Regions from separate parts of the Triticum aestivum genome. Here region 1 is linked to region 2. Evidence: chromatin contacts called from public Hi-C data. All regions are on one chromosome and are shown on one strand. Each heading gives the region's core, a stretch centred on a gene start, on an enhancer-like site or on the middle of the called end of the contact. The rest is flanking DNA. Distances are from core to core; before and after follow the strand shown. Region 1 holds the start of LOC123085100 (branched-chain-amino-acid aminotransferase 2, chloroplastic). Region 2 has its middle 34 kb from the start of LOC123085098.

The links. A called contact is a pair of places that touch in the nucleus more often than the background predicts.
Region 1: a Hi-C map of leaf shows a contact between it and region 2, with 4 times the contacts expected there. The contact joins the promoter of LOC123085100 here to the enhancer-like site in region 2. A contact is called at or near these places in 3 of 5 Hi-C or Micro-C datasets (all in leaf).

The regions. Positions count from the first base shown.
Region 1 is chr4A:56,227,108-56,230,487 of IWGSC CS RefSeq v2.1, forward strand. LOC123085100 (branched-chain-amino-acid aminotransferase 2, chloroplastic) reads left to right here and starts at 1,789. Exons shown (of 7, transcript XM_044506681.1): 1 at 1,789-2,109; 2 at 2,336-2,409; 3 at 2,581-2,941; 4 at 3,062-3,292. The coding sequence starts at 2,017.
Region 2 is chr4A:56,144,250-56,148,187 of IWGSC CS RefSeq v2.1, forward strand. No RefSeq gene overlaps it. Among protein-coding and RNA genes, the nearest start is that of LOC123085098, 34 kb to the left of the region's middle. Within about 2 kb of position 1,257, at least 1 of the 8 cell types and tissues checked has an H3K27ac peak or open chromatin away from gene starts, as enhancers often do. A contact at or near this core is called in leaf, where this site is marked.

The DNA.
Region 1 (3,380 bases), core at 539-3,038, 83 kb after region 2:
CTACTAAACTATGAGCTCTTCCTCCTCATTGAAGTGACTTCACAGGCAGGGGTGGCTTCAGCTACCGTGACTTCCGTGGCCACGCGGTCGACGAACGCATGTGTGTCCTGGATACAGGATAAGGCCAAAGTCTTGAATAGTGGTGTTCATTTCTGCCAGATGGCATCGACATGTGGTAAAAGTACTCAAGGGCGGCGGGTAGGCGAGCACCGCCGTCGACTGATTCTGCCTTATGGCGCACTTCGTCCTCGACCCACTCAGAGAAGTCTCACGCCCTCTCCAAGATCTCTCTCTCTCTCTCTCTCTCTCTCTCTCGGCGCAGTCCCCTTCGGTCTCACCGGGAAAGGTCCACGGGGAGGGCGTGGCCACACCCGAATGGTGGAAGAGAGAAGAGGGGTAGTGGCCGACGAAGGGAGACGATGGGATGAGTGTGCCGACGCCAGGGATCGGGGAAGAGAGTGAATATGGTGGCATCGACAAAGGGCTCTGATGGGGGTTTATACCCACAAATGGGCGCGTTTCGATGGGAAACGAGGGATGGGGATTTGCCACGTGCGGGTGGGAAACAAGTGTGAAATGCGGCGACGGTCATTAATTGATGCTCTTCCCAGTGGACAAATGGGTGCGGCATCCGCAGGGGTGAAAGCGGCAGTTGTACGTACGGCGACGCCATTGACGGGGTTGCGCGGGGGACTAAGAGGTTGTGCTAAAACTTCCCTACGCCATTGACGGGGCTGCGTGGATGACGACTTTGTCAGAGTCTTAAAAACAGTTCCTACCAAAATTACCATATCGACAAGTTAAGATATCAATCACACCGATATACCACTAGAAAAATCAGGCTGATATAACAACAATGCTAGAATTGCTAGGGCCATGGGGCATGGTGAATCCCGGCACTTGCCGGTGGGAGGGCTCCGTTTGTATATGTTTCTTTGAATTTTGTTTGGTTTTGTGTGTCTTGCTCAGGAAGGTGAGACGACGGCAGCTTTCTGAAGATGGAATAAGGTTCTCCCCGCTCGTCTCGGTGGTGCGTCTAGCATGGTCGGATGGTGTGTGGATGTCTGTCTCTGGCGGATCTCACAGAATTCGGTCGGGGATTGTCTTCGGTGGATCTGCTCAGATCCGGTCTTCGGTCATCTACGTTCATGCGGCTTCAGGTTGGATCCTTCCGATCTATATCTCTCTTCATCAGCGGTGTTTGCTGTTCTGGTGCGCTGGTCCTATATGACCTTGACATGATGACTTCTCGACTATCTACTACAACAAGTTATGTCCGGCACCGACAAGGGAGGGACGGTGACAGTAGCGCGCCTTCGGCTCACTTCAATTCTTGTATTTACCGCTAGGTGGTCTATGGATTTGACTGTATCTTTTATTATTTCTGATGTTCATTCTAATGCTATAATTAAAGATGAATACAGAATGGAAGTATTTTCGGGAAAAAATTAGCTCGGCAGACGCCATCACGCCTTACACGCGGCAGAGCAGCGCGACTACGACTTCCTCGTTCCCAGGAGGTGCCGTGCCAGGCGCGGCTGTACTCCGTCACTGCCTCGCGGGGTCCACTCAGTGCCTGGGCCCACGGGTCAATTGCCATCTCCGTCGATGGTTTTTGTCTCCATCCAGGAGAAGCAAGTTTGCTGCTCCTAGAGCTTCGGCGCACGCTGGATCCCCCGTAACAGGAGTCCCGAAACAGGGCACAGTCTTTGTCAAACATCCGCCAAATATCTTTGCCAAACATTACCGTATCCTGCTAATGCATGTGTTAGCTCGCCATAAAAAACCAATGCATGTGGCCTTCTATAAGGGTCGGATACAGCACGGCAGATCCAACGCTTTGCCAAATTCTCCACGACCTATATAGAAACCTCTTCACGAACACTTTGCCATTTTAACTCACTGGTATAGGCGCTGCGCTCTCGTAGCGGGCTGTGTATAGCTTTGCGAACCATTGCTCGCCGTGAAGGGTCGAGTTCTTGAACAGCTTTGGCGATCGCGGGCGTACGTGCGTGCATGGCTGTGCTGTCGTCTGCGAGGCGCCTCCTCCCGTGGGGCCGCGCCCCGGCCGGCGGGGTCAGCGGCGGCCTCCGAGCTCTACTCGGGACGGTGCGTACCCGCGCGCTTCTCGTGCTTTTACAGTTGAGATCCCCGTCTACAAAGCATGGCCGCCGGGCCTGGCGCTTCTACTCTTCTTGTTTCCGTTGCGAGAGAAGAAGAGCATTTTCCCGTCTACTAAGATTTATCCATGTCCACGATGCTCTCACATCCTGCCTCCATGAGGACGATGATGAGGTCGATCGGAACTCACAGTAGGCGCCTTCTCGGTGTGCAGGACGGAGGCGGCGGCCGCTCTCTTCTCCCGTCCCGGTGGAAGTCGTCGCAGCCGCAGCTGGACCCCGTCGACAGGTGCGTGAGTGGCATGCAGGCTCATCGTTCCTTTCCGTGATTGGTTTCGATTCGTTTGCAGTTTGATCGATCGCCAATGGCTTTTAACATTTTGCGCCGTTCGTCACACTCAAACTTAACGCTTGAGCTGTCGCCACCGGGGCATCCGTGTGCGGTTTGGCTTGGCTGCAGGTCCGACGAGGAGGGCGGCGGCGACATCGACTGGGACAACCTCGGCTTCGGGCTCACCCCGACCGACTACATGTACGTCATGCGGTGCTCGCAGGAGGAGGGCGGCTTCTCCCGCGGCGAGCTCGCCCGCTACGGCAACATCGAGCTCAGCCCCTCCTCCGGCGTGCTCAACTACGGGCAGGGGCTGTTCGAGGGGCTCAAGGCGTACCGGAGGGCGGACGGGCCCGGGTACATGCTGTTCCGGCCGGAGGAGAACGCGCGGCGGATGCAGCACGGCGCCGGGCGCATGTGCATGCCGGCCCCGTCCGTCGAGCAGTTCGTGCACGCCGTCAAGCAGACCGTCCTCGCCAACAGGCGCTGGGTACGTACAACGTGGTGACCATCGGTGTGTCCTTTTATTCACGTGAGTGCACGCCATGCTCATGAGCCCTCCATGGCTGATCTCCGCACCGCAACCACCGCTGTCCTACGTTGGTTTCAGGTGCCGCCGCAGGGAAAGGGGGCGCTGTACCTCAGGCCGCTGCTCATCGGGAGCGGGGCGATCCTCGGGCTGGCGCCGGCGCCCGAGTATACCTTCATGATCTACGCGGCGCCCGTGGGCACATATTTCAAGGAAGGCATGGCGGCGATAAACCTGCTGGTCGAGGAGGAGATCCACCGCGCCATGCCGGGCGGCACCGGCGGGGTCAAGACCATCTCCAACTACGCGCCGGTAAACATCTTTCAGCCGGTAAATATCATCTTCGGGTGAATTTCCAGAAAATGTGACTGACCGGCCAGTGTTTTTATCCCATCGTCAG
Region 2 (3,938 bases), core at 7-2,506:
AAGGGCTAGGTCTTTTATGAAAAAATTGCCATTAACAAAAAATGAAATAAAATATTTTTCTGTCACAAGAAAAGACAAAAGAAGAACATAATGTACACCTGCCATGCTCTATTTTGTACAATGCCATGCTATACTCTATTAAAATGTTTTATCTAAATAAGTCCAATAAATTTGCCATGATATTTTTTAAACAAAGATGCCATCCTCATGATAGTAAAAATTTCATGCTCTCAAATAATAAAACTGTCATCCTGTTAATAATATACTACCATTCTCCTAAGACAATCTGCCATGTTGCTAATAATAAAATTGCCATGTTATTAATAATAAAACTACCATCCTCTTAATAATAAAAATGCCATGTTATTAATATGAAAAATATAATTCTCTTAAGAAAAAATGCCATGTTATTAATTATTAAATGACATGTTCTTAATAATAAAATTGCCATGTGAGAAGTTAAAAAAACCAGTTTCAAAATTGTCGTGAATAAGTGATAAAATTTGCCAAAAGCTTCCATGGGACATTACAAAAAGAGCTAAAAATGGCATGGTTTAGAATAAAAAACAATTGACATGCTACCTATAATTTGAAATGCATTTGGAAAGTTTATAAAAAAAATTGCTCTGTAAAATAGGAATTTTTGTTCTTTCAAACAAGAAAAAAAATCAGGATTTTACGAAAAAAATCAAATGAAAAATCAAACATAAAATTAATTTAGGTTTAAAATACATATAGTAGTTTAAACGGAAATATTTACAGCCCCCGCTTTAGTTGAGTGTAAGTGCCCTGCCCCCACGTAGGAGGTCGTAAGTTCAAACCCCCTCTCGGGCACCTGGTCATGCATTTTTTGGAGAAATAGGAAGAGAGAACGTTCCCCAGGGAACTGGAACGGCGGGGAAGGCGTTCGCTAGGGTCGGCCTCCCGACAACGCGGCAAAAAGGACTTTGCAAATATCGAAGGGAAACCATGGTGAACCTACTCGTTCTTGCCCGTCGGTGTTACCTCCGTGAGTCCGTGTCCATGTGGAGCTGCAGCTACCGTTCAACACGGAGACTTTGATTTCTGCAGCCATAAGTTCATGGCCTAGTGTACTCGGAATCTGTCACTTGCGTTCTCCATGGCCCGTCCAACATTGCCACCGCTGCACCACCTGCATTTGTCCTCACGCGCCTGTAACTGTAAGGGTGCGAAACTTTGCGGCCATGATTGTTCCGCTGAGTTGCTGATGAGATGCCGATGCCGAATGCCGATGCTGACTAGTGTGGTCGTATTTGTTCTGCTCATGACATGTACAAGCCAAACGTGATTTGTGCTGCAAGCCTGCAACATGTCTGTCCATTTTGTGGGTTTGTCTGCTACAAGAACGAAAGAAGCGGCCGAAAAGTGAGAGCTCGGGAAGCTGCCATCAACAGCCCAAGTTGATGCCAGGCGTACTTTTCCAAAGTCTTTGGGCACCACACTGGCCACACAAGTTCGTGCGCTTTTAAAGTTTTTTCTGCATTTCAAACTACCATGTCCAGCATTTCGAGACCATGTAGGAGAAGCCGACGAACTTAATAAGAAGGAGAATATCCAAATTAACTCTTGTCGGCTTCCAGTTGTTTGCTAGGGCCGATCGACCGAATCTCGACACTTGTCTATTCAACACTCCTGTTGGAGTACAATTGACCTATTTAGGAATCTTTGAACCACAATTTTTTTTGCGGGTGACCTTTGAACCACAATTGATTCGGGTGCTGCCCATTTTTAGCACTACTCAGGCCCGGTCCAGACATGCGAGGGGGCCTGGTGGGAGATAATAAAAATCATTTTTTTCTTTTTTTATCTAAAAAAGTTTTTTTCTTTTCAATTTTTTTCATGAAAAGTTCTTGTGCACGTCATATATAGAAATACAAGACAATTTACATTTCTTATTCCACTGTTATACACATTACAAAACACAAAACGGTTCTCTCAATTCAGGAAAACTACGACATGCTCCGAGGACGGAACATTTTAACCGAAATCACACCGCATGCTCATATCTGCATACTAATACAAAATCATCTTCTATCTACAATAGAGGTTGCACCGGACACATAAAGTATGCGGCAAGATTTAACCCTAATCAATGTTGTTTCATGAGTTTGTCAATGTTCATGTTGTCCTTTTTTGAAATACCTAAGAGCATCTACAACATGACTTTGCAAATCTGGTCCCTTAAATGCCTGCGGACGCGCCCACGTGGACACTGACCTATCACGCCTCAAATAATGCAATTCACATCTGGGTACCTCAAATTAGAAACCTCAAATCCATATTATTACATGCAACGTAGCAACCTTTAAGAGGAGCTCATCCGGTTGCCGTGGCATTGTTCGGCGGCCGGATGCACTCCACAGAGTGTTGGCCCGGTCGCCGGCAAGGTATAGTAGGGCATGAGACACGAGCCGGCTCACGGGACTCAAGGCGTCGCCGTCTCCCATTCCCTACTCTTCCTCGTCGGAGCCGGGAACCCGTTGGGTGCCGGTGGACATAAGATCGATGATGGATTCGTCCTGGGACGAGCCGGCGACGTCCACCACGATGCGGTTGCGGTGCCCGAACTGCTGCACCATGCATCGGAGAATGCGACTCCGCCTCGTCGACGTCCACCGCCACGAGAGCCGCCGCCTCCCGCGCCCGCTGCCTCACACGGGCACGCCATGCTAGGTTCTCGTCGGACGAGGCCCATGGTGCGTCGCGATGCTCGGCACGCCTACAGAGGCGTTGCGCGTCCGTCATCGCGTTCAGACGCCACACGGACCGCACCGCCTCTGATGAGGCAGCGATGGCACACCTAGCGCTGGATCCATGCGCCATTTGGGCAGACGCAATGGATTCCGACGGAAGGAGTCCGAGCGCTGTCGGGCACTGGCCTCCTCCCGGGAGCGGCAGAGCGCAAGCCGGACGGACATCTCTTCCTCGGGGCCGCATGGGATGAGCTCGGGGTCGATGGATCTAGAGGTGAAGTACTCGAATCCACTGCCCGCCATGCCGGAGACCGCCGGAGATGAGCTTGGGTAGCGGAGGGGAGTGGAGTGAACTAGCTAGGGTTTGGTACAACGAGCGGATGGGGAGAAATATATGTGGGGTCAGGTGTGTTTGGGAAACGCAGTATTTCAAAAAATCTCATACAATCACGCAAGATCTATCTAGGGATGCATAGCAACGAGAGGGGAGAGTGTGTCTACGTACCCTCGTAGACCGAAAGCGGAAGCATTGAATAACGTGGTTGATGTAGTCGAACGTCTTCGCGATCCAACCGATCAAGTACCGAACGCACGACACCTCCGCGATCTGCACACATTCAGCTCGGTGACGTCCCTCGAACTCTAGATCCAGCTGGGGCCGATGAAGAGTTTCGTCAGCATGACGGTGTGTTGACGGTGATGATGAAGTTACCGATGCAGGGCTTCGCCTAAGCACTACGACAATATGACCGAGGTGGAAATCTGTGGAGGGGGCACCGCACACGGCTAAGAAATCAACTTGTGTCTCTATGGGGTGCCCCCTCCCCCGTATATAAAGGAGGGGAGGAGGGGGGCGGCCGACCTCATGGTGCGCCCCCAAGGGGGGATTCCTACTCCTACTAGGAGTAGGTTTCCCCCCTTTCCTAGTCCTAATAGGACGGGGAAGGAAGGGAAAGAGGAGAAGAAGGAAAGGGGGGCCGACCCCCCCCCCCCCGATTCAGATTGGGCTTGGGGGGCACGCCCCCACCTCTTGGCCGCCTCCTCTCTCTTCCACTAAAGCCCATGTAGGCCCATTAAGCCCCCGGGGGGTTCTGGTAACCCCCCGGTACTCCGGTATATGCTCGAACTCATTCAAAACCATTCCGGTGTCCAAACATAACCTTCCAATATATCAATCTTCATGTCTCAACCATTTCGAGACTTCTCATCATGTCCGTGATCACA